Regions from separate parts of the Sus scrofa genome. Here all the other regions are linked to region 2. The links are chromatin contacts, called in public Hi-C and HiChIP or PLAC-seq maps. All regions are on one chromosome and are shown on one strand. The core of a region is the stretch at or near the end of the contact, and the rest is flanking DNA. Distances in the headings are between cores, read along the strand shown. Region 1 overlaps PLB1 (phospholipase B1, membrane-associated). Region 2 holds the start of PPP1CB (protein phosphatase 1 catalytic subunit beta). Region 3 overlaps PLB1 (phospholipase B1, membrane-associated).

What was found. Hi-C and Micro-C count contacts between places; a contact is called where the count stands out from the background. HiChIP or PLAC-seq counts read pairs in DNA pulled down with a chosen protein or histone mark.
Region 1: a contact with region 2 is called in an H3K27ac HiChIP or PLAC-seq map of skeletal muscle. The contact joins the enhancer-like site here to the promoter of PPP1CB in region 2. A contact is called at or near these places in 1 of 5 promoter capture datasets (liver), 5 of 47 Hi-C or Micro-C datasets (alveolar macrophages, embryonic fibroblasts, liver and 1 more) and 1 of 2 datasets of contacts at active chromatin or transcription factors (skeletal muscle).
Region 3: a contact with region 2 is called in a Hi-C map of retroperitoneal adipose tissue, with 1.9 times the contacts expected there. The contact joins the enhancer-like site here to the promoter of PPP1CB in region 2. A contact is called at or near these places in 2 of 5 promoter capture datasets (fetal skeletal muscle and liver), 10 of 47 Hi-C or Micro-C datasets (alveolar macrophages, embryonic fibroblasts, fetal skeletal muscle and 5 more) and 1 of 2 datasets of contacts at active chromatin or transcription factors (skeletal muscle).

What each region holds. Positions count from the first base shown.
Region 1 is chr3:110,612,212-110,616,231 of Sscrofa11.1, reverse strand. PLB1 (phospholipase B1, membrane-associated) reads left to right here. Exons shown (of 59, transcript XM_021087673.1): 56 at 447-551; 57 at 1,026-1,121. LOC106509865 (a long non-coding RNA gene) reads right to left here. Exons shown (of 8, transcript XR_002342800.1): 5 at 2,800-3,024; 6 at 1,041-1,108; 7 at 483-701. Among named protein-coding and RNA genes, the nearest start is that of PLB1, 130 kb to the left of the region's middle. Within about 2 kb of position 1,996, at least 23 of the 83 cell types and tissues checked have an H3K27ac peak or open chromatin away from gene starts, as enhancers often do. A contact at or near this core is called in skeletal muscle, where this site is marked.
Region 2 is chr3:110,472,788-110,476,532 of Sscrofa11.1, reverse strand. It overlaps PPP1CB (protein phosphatase 1 catalytic subunit beta), which reads left to right and starts at 2,145. Exons shown (of 8, transcript NM_214184.2): 1 at 2,145-2,208. The coding sequence starts at 2,157. LOC106509865 (a long non-coding RNA gene) reads right to left here and starts at 1,568. Exons shown (of 8, transcript XR_002342800.1): 1 at 1,285-1,568; 2 at 873-1,014.
Region 3 is chr3:110,666,783-110,670,862 of Sscrofa11.1, reverse strand. It overlaps PLB1 (phospholipase B1, membrane-associated), which reads left to right. Exons shown (of 59, transcript XM_021087673.1): 22 at 2,920-3,028. Among named protein-coding and RNA genes, the nearest start is that of PLB1, 72 kb to the left of the region's middle. Within about 2 kb of position 1,967, at least 16 of the 83 cell types and tissues checked have an H3K27ac peak or open chromatin away from gene starts, as enhancers often do. A contact at or near this core is called in omental adipose tissue and retroperitoneal adipose tissue, where this site is marked.

The DNA of each region.
Region 1 (4,020 bases), core at 747-3,246, 140 kb before region 2:
TCACTCCCCCGGTAACTTTAGTGAGCACTTCACCGACCCTACAAGCCCTGTCTGGTTTCAGGGTTTTTACATCCTGTCTCACATTTCCCAGATGGATGACCAGCTCCTGGAGGATAAACACAACTAGTCTATCCCTTGTACAGTCCACAGGATACCCATCCCCCAAGGTCACGGGCATGTTGAGGAGCTGGTGTGGAAAGGCTCCCCACTTGAATGGGAACCCTGTGTCTCTAAGTCGCTTCTTCAGGCGGTGAGAACAGGGGAGGCCTTGGGCCCGAGCCAGATGGCAGGGCCCAGCGGGGTGGCGCCCACGCCTGGGGCAGACTAAGCATCTGCACATGCCCTTTCGGTCCCTTGGCCCCAACCTGGCCCACCCAAGGCCGCAGGACAGACCCCACCCGCCCAGCCTGCCGGGAGGGTTGAGCAGCCTCTCCCCCCATCCACAGAGCAGCATCTCCGGCTTCTCCTTCCGGCCCCAGTACCTGCAGCGGGAGGACTTCGCGGTGGTCGTGCAGCCGTTCTTCCGGCACACGCTGGCCCCCCTGAACAACGTAAGCTGCCACCGGGTCGGGGAAGCCGGATTTCAGGCGATGTATTTCCTTCTCCACGTGGGCTTTTCTGGACCATCCCTACGAGAGCGTCCCCGCGGGGTTGCTTTTCCCTGCACCGCCTTTTTTGAGTATAACTAGGACCGAGATGTCCTTGAAAGAAAAGGAGAAAATTAACAGTGACCACGCTCCTCCGCCTAGCTCCCTAGCTGGACTGGGATGAAAGGGAACGTGTCCTAAAAATATTCCTTTTCAACTCTTAGGGCAGGGATGCTGAAGGGACAGGGATGGACTGGAGGTGGGTAGAATTTTTAAAAAATAAAAATGCCCTAAGCAGGGATTTTCTCCATCAAGATCTGAGCCAGTTGGCAGCAGAATTGAAAGGAGGAACGTTGAAAAGCCCAGGGCGCCGCTGCCTGGGGGGGCAGGTGGCAGGGCCCTCGCCCCAGGGAGATGACCCCTTGCCTTTGCTCACAGAGAGGGGGCGCTGACCTCAGCATCTTCTCCGAGGACTGTCTGCACTTCTCTGAACACGGGCATGCCGAGCTGGCCATCGCTCTCTGGAACAACATGGTCAGTGCCTGGGGGTCAAGGGGGCTGGTTTGTGTCACCTTAGATGCCGACTCTCTTTCCCACAAGGAGAAACCTACTGGCCCATGTGGCTCCTTTCTCCCCAAGGCACAGAACCGGCAGCTCATTTATTTGTCCTGACCGATTCGATTCGCTCGGCAGTGCCCAGTGCTGTCGGGGGATGACCTAGTCCCCAGGGAGCCTGGATGAAAATATCAGCTGCCACCCCTTACTGGGTGACCTTTGGCAAACTCTCTCTCCCTGGCTATTTGTATCAATAGCTACAAAAACAACAAAAATGACAGAGACCTCAAGAAATTGAGATAACGTGCGCATAGCACCCAGCCCGAGCATCAGCATTCAGCAGATGTCAGCCCCGTTCCTCCAGCCAACACATTCCCAACCATTCTCTCTTTAAACAGCAGAAAGAAAAGAGCCAATCAGCCTGGTTGCCCAGGCTGCCACTTGTTCTAGCCCTTTCTGATGAGGAAAAGGGAACCTCCTGAAATGAACCTAGAGCCCAGGGGCCACAGCCCAGCTTTCGGCCTCGCCTCTGCCTTTTGTGGATGGCCACTCGCTATGGGACCGTGAGCTCTGGTTGCACAGAGCTCGACCCGTAACCCTGAGAGCTGCATCCTCTCGCTCAGAGCAAATGAAATGCCTTTCCAATCCATGGGTTTCTTTTGATCCAGGCTCTGTGGGTAACCCAATCCCCACCCCGACTGGCGTGTTCCTTCATTTCTCCCATGGTGACTAAACAGTCTTACACGCCTGCTCCTTTCATTGCAGTTTCGGGCTCGCTGTGGCTCTGCCAAGCACCACTGTGCAAATATTCCCACACCTGTCAGCTCCTCCAGCGTGTCCAGTGTCTCACTCGGCTGACTCACAATATTGACTTTCTCCTTAGCTACACCTCCTCCTCCTCTTCTCAGAACAGCATGTAAGGAGCTTTTATCCTTGGCCTACTTAATTGCAGACTCAGCCTTCCTCTGCTTTTGTTTGCCTGGTGTTTTCCCACTGTTGACATCACATTCTGCCCACTCTTAGAACTTTCGTCATATCTGTCAGCCCAGGATTCTGAACTACAGTCAGAATAGCTTTGAGTTCCCTCCCAACCCTACCTCCACAGTACTTTTTTTTTTTTTGTCTTCTTAGGGCCGCACCCGCAGCATATGGAGGTTCCCAGGCTAGGTGTCAAATCAGAGCTCTAGGTGTTGGCCTACACCAGAGCCACAGCAACTCCAGATCAGAGCCATGTCCACGACCTACACCACAGCTCAAGGCAACGCCAGATCCTTAACCCATTGAGTAAGGCCAGGGATCAAACCCGCAACCTCATGGATCCTAGTCGGGTTCGTTAACCACTGAGCCACAATGGAAACACCCCACAGTACTTTTTAAATCAAAATTAAAACAACGTAATTCCTGAGAACAGTTATGTTTCTTTTGAAGATTCTTTTTTTGGTTTGTTTGTTTCTTGCTTTGAAGTCCAGTTGCCTTTCAGTGGCTGAGTCACTCGGCTTCATTCCTCTTAAAATCCTCCCCAAAATTGGATAGCTGTGCATGGTTCCACTTATCCCTCTCTGACCTCAAGGGAACCCACGGATTCTGAGGAGGAGCAGGAATGCTAAGCCCTGAGCCTTTCCTTCCCAGCATCCCCATCAAGGTTCAGTCCTCCTACCTGGGGCCTTCTGAGCCTGCTGAGCGCCAAGACCCTCCACGCATCTCCTCGGGGTCGGTGGCCGCATGATGTCACGATGACGTGAACATGACAAGGCCCACGGGTCTCATTCTGCATGAACTAATGTAGTTCTGACCTTCTCTTCCAAAGCAATCTCAGTAGTTCTTGCTATTCACTCAAGTGAGAGGCTTTTATTCCACACAAGTAAGTGGGAGGGATTTAGATCTGAAAACAAAAGGGAAACACTGCCATGGAGCCATATTATTAATACTACAAGGCCGTCTGTGGCTCCCCAGCCATCCCCCAAATTCCAAAAACGACAAAAGCAAGGCAAAATGAACCTAAAATCACCTAAGAGTGTCTTATCTGCAGCTGCACCTCAGATTTGATTCCTGGTCCTGGAGCTTCCATATGCCGGAGTGTGGCCACATGTACCAAAAAAAAAAAAAAAAGCAAAACAAACCTAAAATCATCTAAGAGTATCTTATCGGCTATATACATTGGGGAAATAATTACATAGTCCAGTGTTTTCCATCCAAAACTATCTTGGATATATCATGTCCACTTTTCAGATTATCTTCTTCCTGGAATTTCACCCCTAGGGTGACATAAAATAACAAACCGATAGAACTGGAAAGGATCTTAGAGGTCAGCCAGCCAGAATGCTCTAGAACTACAATGTAGGGACACAGAGCAATTTGCACAAGATCACACAATGGCAGAATAGGGATTAGAACCCAGGTCTAATCGCCAAGGGTCCTAGCCACAGCACCACCCTGCCTCCCTGCTCCCAGACTGATAAGCACATGTGCAACCAGTGAATTCATGTCTCCTAATTAGAGTCCTATGACATAGTGTCTGCAGACCTTGGCTGACACCCAGGGGAGCCCACTGTGGCCACACACACTTGAAAGTGTTTCATCCCCTGCCTGTCCTCTCAGAACAGTTTATGCCTCCTTCTCCAGAGACTTCCACAAAGCCAGAAACACCAATGGCACTTGGGAATGTTCTTCTCTTCTTCTGAACAGTTTTTCCTCCTCTTTTCTGATGCCTGTTCCTCCACTGCTGCCTGCTCCGTCTTCTGTGGTCGCTCCCTCAAGGCAAACACCGGCATCTCCCCCGGGGAACTGGGTGGCCACGCTAGTCTAATTGGTGGCCCTGTCCCCAGGCTTACAGCTATCAGAACAGCAATCATCAGCCCTGACTGTGTAGTACAATTGT
Region 2 (3,745 bases), core at 896-3,395:
TTCACCATCAATGCATAAAAAATTTAAAAAATCTCAAAATGGAGAGAAAGCTAAAAAGGGGATTAGGAAATCCTATCTCTGTAAGTCATCTGAAGCATCATAAAGCACTTGATTGGACAACATACTCCCCCCCAAAAAAAACCCTATGGTTTCTGTTCTCGAAGTTTATGATACAGCATATGCAGATTTAAGCACCTCAGCTCACATACACTGACAGGGAATATATCACAATTGCTAAGAGTGCAGACTCTGGCACTAGGTGACTAGTTTGAATCCCAGTTCTGCCACTTACTTATCTGTGTGATCTGGGACAAGGTATTTAACGATTCCGTGCCTTAACAAATCCCATCTACAAAGTAGAGATAATAATAATGCCTACCTCATATGGCTAGTGTAAGGATTAAATGAAATAACACATTTAAAGTAGTGCTAGAGGAGTTTTCCATTGTGGCTCAGGGGAAACGAACCCAAATAGTATCCATGAGGATGTGGGTTTGATCCCTGGCCTTGCTCAGTGGGTTAAAGGATCCAGCATTGGCTCAAGCTGCAGTGTAGGTCACAGATGCGCTCAGATCTGACATTGCTGTTGCTGTAGCATAAGCCAGCTGCTGCAGCTCTGATTTGACCCCTAGCCTGGGAACTTCGATATGCCCTAAAAAGCAAAAATAAACAAATAAATAAATAAAGCAACGCCAGAGCACATAAAAAGATCTCATCAATGTCAGCTATTACTAGCAATAGGTGAGCGGGAGCAGCACTGCCTTGAGCTTGAGACAGCATCTTGTTTGATTTTTGTGGACAAACACCTGAGGAATGAGTAAAGATTTCCCATCTGACCACCTCTGAGAACGGGCCAAAAAACTCTCGCTTACCTAGAAGCTTTGCGTGGCTACTCTTTCTCCTGTATTTCTAGAGGCAGAATTATGTGGTAGAAAGACGAGGTGAACAACGAACTGTTCTGAGCCTCTGTGCTTCCTTGTCCCTCTCTTCCGCGTACCAGATACTTAGTGGGAACTGCAGGCACAAAGATAAATTTAGTTTACCCTATAGCAGCTCACAGTAGAGTGTAGGAGATAAAAATGCAACAACAATTATAAGATACGATGATGAAGCAATATAATGAAGGTATTTTTTTCTTGCTCAAAAATACACTGTGGAAAAACAGTAAGCTATGTGAAAGCGCTCTGTAGAGAGCAGAAAGCAGTTCCCACGTAAAACATTATTACTGCTGACCCTCAGGGCCCAATTTAATTTATTTCATCTAGGAACACCAGGGCAACCAACCTTGTGGAACCGTAGGGTAAAAATCCCTCATTTGCAATGTCAAGCTTTTCCAGCAGAGTAACCCCATTCTTGCTTCCCAAACGCGCAAATCCAGTTTCAAACATGGGTAATGCAGTCTGTGTTTCCCGCCTAACAAGACCCGGGAATTGGCTTGCAACACCAGGATTGAAACCAAGAAAAGAAAGGCGAGGCGGGAAGAGCACAAGAACTACGTCGTCTGCTGAGCGCCCAGCCTCAGGGAGCTGGGAAGCGGAAGGTCAGCCCTGCCTACGCGCGCCCTGCGTAATGGGAGCTTTCCCAGAGCATCAAACCCCCGGGAGCCTTGAGGGCGCCTGCGCAGCCGCGACGATTCGGCGCAGTGGAAGTGGAGAGGGAAGGCGACGCACCTGCGCAAAGGCGGCGACGCGGCGGCGGCAGAACCGAGTCTAGTGCGATTGCGCCGCGGCTGGCGGACGGGGGGGGCGCCGCGAAGGAGTGCGCCGTGCGGCTGCGCGGAGGCCTGCGTGGCGCGGTGGCGGGGAAGGGCGGTGTGGAGTGAGTGGCGCTGCGGGTGGGGCCGTCGGCGGCGCTGGTGAGCTTTGCGGAGTTGGGCGGTGCCGAGGAGGAGGAGGTGGCGGCTGGGTCTGACGCGGCCCGGTTCGTGGGGGCTCCGCTTGTTTATTTATTTATTTATCGTGTGTGCCTCCGAGTGTGCGGCGCTCCACTACTTGGTGGGGAGGGGGTGGGGGAGGGCCTGGGGGAAGGGGGAGTTGGAACCGGGGTCGAAACGCCGCGTGACTTGTAGGTGAGGGAACGCCGAGCGGTCGCCGCAGCCTCTGCCGCCGAGAAGCCCTTGTTCCCGCGGCCGGGAAGGAGCGTCTAGTGCCGACAAGATGGCGGACGGGGAGCTGAACGTGGACAGTCTCATCACCCGACTGCTGGAGGGTGAGTCGGGGCCTGGCCGGCCGCGGAGAGGGGAGGTTCCCTCAGCCCTGCTTCCTCCTCCGCCAACCGGAGCGGGCGGGAACCCCCTTTCCCGCCCCAGGGCGGCCGCCGAGGAGCGGGCTAAGAAGCTGGTGGGCCGGAGGAAGCGGGCTCCGGGAACACGGCCCGGGGTTGGGGTGGGGGGGTGGGGGTGAGGCGGGCGAGAGGGGCTGACCCCGCGGGCGGGCAGTGCCCCTGCGGACCTACGGGGACCCGCACAGCGGCGCGCCGAACGCGGGTAGAGGAGCCCCGGGCTGCTGGGTGACCCTTCCCAAAGAGGGTGCCAGGATGCGTGCTCTTGTGCTTTGTATGCCGGTGGAAAGTGTATTCCTTCTCTGTTCTCTTTGTGCCTTGCCCTTGGCTGCCTCCGATTCTTGTTCTGGGAGTGGATTTTATAAAACCTTCTCCTTGAGAAAACTGTTTGATCTGTTCTGCATTTTTTACTTGATGCTTCCAGGACCAGCTCTATTTAAGGAGAAGATGGAGTTGAGTAGCTTTCATTTATTATTTAGCTTTAAAAATGAGTAAAACAAAAGTATTTGAGCGAGCTGAAGATGCACGCAAGAAATACGAAATATGTAGACATGTTTACTGAAGCGCTTGGTTTTCGGGTTTGAGAATTTAACAGGTTTGAGCAGGCTTTAAATTCTGCATAAACTTAGAAAAGGTCGATTGTCAAGCTTCGCTTGTGTTTAAAAGATATTTACAAGTCTTCACAGCTTTTGAAGTTTCTGGGCCCTTCTGTTTTTATTGGATAGTTTTATGTTAGGGTAAAGAGAAGAGATGGAGCGGCCAGGATGTTACTCAAAGTCAATCGCGATTTTCTGCCAGTGAATCCCTTTGCCCTGAAGTTTGCGTCATCGCTAAACTGCTTTTAGAGTGTGTAGAAAAGAAACTAAGCTATTAAAAGAAAAAAATGTAGAGTCCTCTCTCAGAAAGCGTGGAAGGGTTGCATGTGCATTGTTACTTGCTTTCAAATTTCCTGAAGATAAGTGTTTGGTACAGTGAAGCAGTGTGTGCTTACATTTGGAAAATCTTCACAGAAGATTATATGTTTGAGGGGCGGCGGAGAGGGCGCTAGTTCTTTTTTATCCGCCCATGTGTGTATCTCTTCAGTTCTGTGTGTACCGTTGTGTAACAAACTACAGTATATTTGTTCCAGATGTGCAAGCGTTCCAGCAGTCTAAGACTGAGTAAAAAGCCTTCCTGCAGTCGTAAGACTGAATAAGGAGCAAAGTTTTACAGGGAACTCTTGTTTGCCTTTCCTTTTGCTATCAAGTTATTCTTGGGAGGCCCCCTGGTGCCTACAGTCCGTGTTCACTGTTAAAGACTGCGGATTTTAACAGATGTGAACATCTTACTGGGTCCACGAGACGTTTGCTTTGGGGGAAACATTTTGTTTGTGTGTGTGTAGCTGTGCGTTATTCTAAGGGGGAAATACAGCTATGTAAAATTTTTAGTGTCTTGTTAACTTTGAGGGATATTTATGCCCACCACC
Region 3 (4,080 bases), core at 718-3,217, 190 kb before region 2:
TGTTGAATTTAAGCAGGTACAGTTCTATGGCACAAGCACTGTGTCTTCTTTATTTCTAGGTCCACACACAAGTGCTATAAGTAAGCTCCGCCATCGCCAGGAGGTGGTTTGGTTGCTTTTGTGAATGTAATTGACTGGGCTGTGAGCTAGGCCAGCATATACAACAGCTCTCTAATTCCCGTGCTGTTATGGTGGGTGAGACGAGAGGAAATTATCAGACTCAAGACCTTTCACTGGGAGTTCCCGTCGTGGCTCAGTAGTTAACGAACCCGATGAGGATCCATGAGGATGCGGGTTCCATCCCTGGCCTCGCTCAGTGGGTTAAGGACCTGGCATTGCCATGAGCTGTGGTGTAGGTCGCAGATGTGGCTCAGAGCCTGCATTGCTGTGGCTGTGGTGTAGGCTGACAGCTGTAGCACCGATTCGACCCCTAGCCTGGGAACCTCTATATGCCAAGGGTACAGCCCTAAAAAGCAAAAAAAAAAAAAAAAAAAAAAAAAAAAAAGCGTATAAGACTTTTCACTGAAGGGATTTCTACAAGATTGAGACAATATCCCCCAACACACTTAGCCCAAGGACAGAACCGTTGCCTGTTCAGACTCCCTTGCTAGCATTGTAAAGACAGACTGATTGTAGGGACGGGGTCATCCATGGGGAAATAAGCACATGGAAATATGCTGGAAAACTTAGGAGAACATAGGGTCAGACCAGAACCTCAGTTCAGCTCCCTCCTCAGCTGAATCCAGCAAGTACTCCAGTGCTGGGTGCTTGGGAAACAGGAGAATGATGCCTGGCCAGACGACATCCCTGAAGCTCTTTAGGGCCATGTCTCCCTAAAGACAGACACGTGTACCAATAATTGTAGCCACCTCCAAAGTTTAGGGGAAAGAAAATAAGAAGGCTGTTAACACTGCCTTTTAAAAAGGGACTTTAAGAACTGGAATTCATCAGGTGAAGAAAGAGAGAGAGGCATGTTTCTGGCAGCGGTAACGGCGCACCAGCAAGTCCTTGCCCTGTCCGATGGGTAGTGTCTTTCTGTGATATTCCTGCTAAGTACCTAACTGGCCTCTGCTGGGTTCCTCCAGTAACGGGGAGTCTAGGACAATCTCTTCCAACTTCAGAGAGCTCTAGTGATCTCACAGCTCTTCCTTCTGTTCAAGAGATCAGAGGCATTGCCATCCATTGGTACAACGCCCCCAAAGCCACAAGGAATGAGTTCAATCCATCTGTGCTGTGTAGACCCCATGGCAGTGCTTGTTGATCAAGAGCACTCTGCTGGATGGTGTGGTGCCTGAAAGTCTTGACTGATACCCATCCAGTGTCTAGCCCACATCCTAGTAGCTTTTGGGCCAGGGGGAAGTACCATGTACTGGAGCCGAGAGACTGAGATTCTAGCTTGGGATTCTATTCTCAGTAACCATATGACTTTTAACAATCCCCCCCCAGCTTTTCCGAACTTGGAGTTATTCTTAACACGTCCATAAGAATTTATTGAGCATATGCAATGGTGTAAACAGATCCTGCTGTCAGGATTTCTCAGCCAAGTTGGGGAAGATGGGAAAGTGAAAAGTCAAGTGTAGATCCAGTGTCGTAAAGGCATTAGAATGCATGAGATTGAAAAGATGCACAAAATTGGCAAGCAGTTAGACTGACCAAGGTGGACGGGGGAGGGGAGAGCGCCTAACCATCAGAAATGAAAGAGGAGACACTAGTCCACAAATAAAAAGGACTAGGAGATGACACTTTGAACAACGGTAGCAATGGTATGCCAATCTGTTAGACAATTTAGATGAAATGGACAAATTCCTAGACAGACACAAACTACCGAGAACTGAGTCCAGAAGAAATAGAACATCTGAATAGATTTAGAAGCTGAGAGATCCATCATTGAAAGACTTCCCATCTGAAAGAAAAAAAAAAAAAAAAAAAAAGCCAGGCTGTTCTGGTTTCACTGGTGACTTCCCTCAAACATTTAAAGAAGAGATAATACCAATTCTTCACAAATTCCTCTCAAAAATAGAGGAGGAGGGACTACTTCCCAGTTGAGTCAATGAGGCCAGTATTATTGTCAATTAGGCCCTAAGGCCAAAATAAGACAAAGACGCGGCAAGGAAAGAAAACTACAGATCAGTATCCCCTTTGAATATAGATGGAGGCGTTCTCAACCAAATACCAGCAAACCAAATCTAGCAAGTATAAAACCGATCATACCCCATGACCAAGTGGAATTTATCCCAGGAATGCCAAGTTAGGTTAAAATCCGAAAACGTGATATAGTCGCACATGGGATCTTTATTATTTGCCACTAAAAAGGAATGAAGTACCAATTCATACTATAACACGGATGACCATTGATAAAAAACTTGCCAAGAGAAAGCAGCCGGAAACAAAAGACATCGTGTATTGTACGATTCCCTTTATACGAACGTCCAGATTTAGAAGCCAACCTGTAGAGACGGAGAGTAACTTAGAGGTTGCCATGGAGCTGGGAGAAATGGGGGGAGACAGCTCATGGATACAGGGCTCCGTTGGGGGTGATGAAAATGTTCTGAAGTTTTTTGGGGGGACAGTTGCCCAACTGTATGAATGAACTAAAAGCCATCAGGTTGTACTCTAAACTGGCGAATTTTATGACATGCGAATGAAGCAATTGCATATTTAGAGAAGAAAGCAAAGTGCCTGAGAGCAGCACCTGAGCCAGCCTGGCATTGATTCAACCCTACTTCACAGCACCTGTGTGTGCTGCCCCCGTGGTTCAGCACCAGCCTGCTGGATGGTTTGTTTCACTGCCAAGTGAACAGTAAGCCTGAGAGCTGTGGGGTGGGGCCCCTGCTTTGTCCCCAGCCCCCCCTGGTGCTTATCAAAGGAATGTGGAGATGGCTTTGGGGCAGTGACTACACTTATCTCTTCCATTTCCAGACATCCTCCGGGAATTCAACCCTTCCCTGAAAGGCTTCTCTGTTGGGACAGGAAGAGAAAACAGCCCTGGGGCCTTTCTAAACCAGGCTGTGGCAGGATCCCGAGCAGAGTGAGTGGGGGGCCCTGGGGCGGGGGCGCGGGGGTGGTGGTGAACCACACACATCCTCTGGGAACCTCTAGGTTGACCTAGACTGGGGTGTATGGTTGAAGGTTGGGGGGTTGGCCTAGGGCAAGGGTCTAAAGTCAAAGACTGGATGGGGTGGGCTCTCTTGGGGTTGTCCCTTCTTGTGGGACACATAAACCTGCTAGCCCACCCCTCCCTGGACCTCCAGGAACTAGTCACAGTTGATTCTGATGCCAGGTACATGCTTTGAGCAGTTGACTTTGCCTCCTCTATAAACCTCATGTTCACCTAAGGCAGCGGCCGTGAGCAGACTCTGTCTGAGTCCCAGGTCTTATCACTCTGGCAGTGCTCTGCCTTTCCTGCCCTCTTCTCCTCCTCTGCCTCCAACTTGCTTTTCAGGCTGCATACTTGGCATCCTTCCTGGCTACTGGGAAGAGCGCCAGTCTTGGGGGCGGGGCTTGGGGGTGGTCTGCGCCTGAGCCCTGGCTTCTCCCCTGGCCTCTCTAAGCCTTGGCCTCTAAGAACTGGGGCTGACCCTCTCCCACGGGGCAGCTGGGAGGCTCAGTGCCATGTTGAATGGGACAGTTCCAAGGAGCTGAAAATCATGCAGACACATTGGGTTGGGATAGTGGTCCCAGCAGCCATGCAGCAGGGCTGCACGACCCACCTGGGGAAAACTGTGAGTGAGTGACGGGACAACAGGGTCGTGGTGGAGGGTTCCAGCAAGCAGGGTCCAGCTCTCCAGGTCCTACAGCTCCAGGCCTCTCCACAATTCCGGAGCCCTGCATGCCTCTTGGGATTTGCTGCCAGGCCAGCAGACCAAGGCATGCCACATCCATCTAGGAAAAGTGAACAGAATGATCCTTTCTGATGCTCAGTCCTATGTTTCTTCCAGAATCATCACAAACCTCACTTTACCATGTAGTTCCAAGGGATTCCTAGGTTTTGGTTCCTAGATCCCCTGAGACCTTCTCCCAGCTCTCAGCACAGCCCTGAACAGCAGTCCCCACCAGAGGAACCCTTATTTATCCATGACA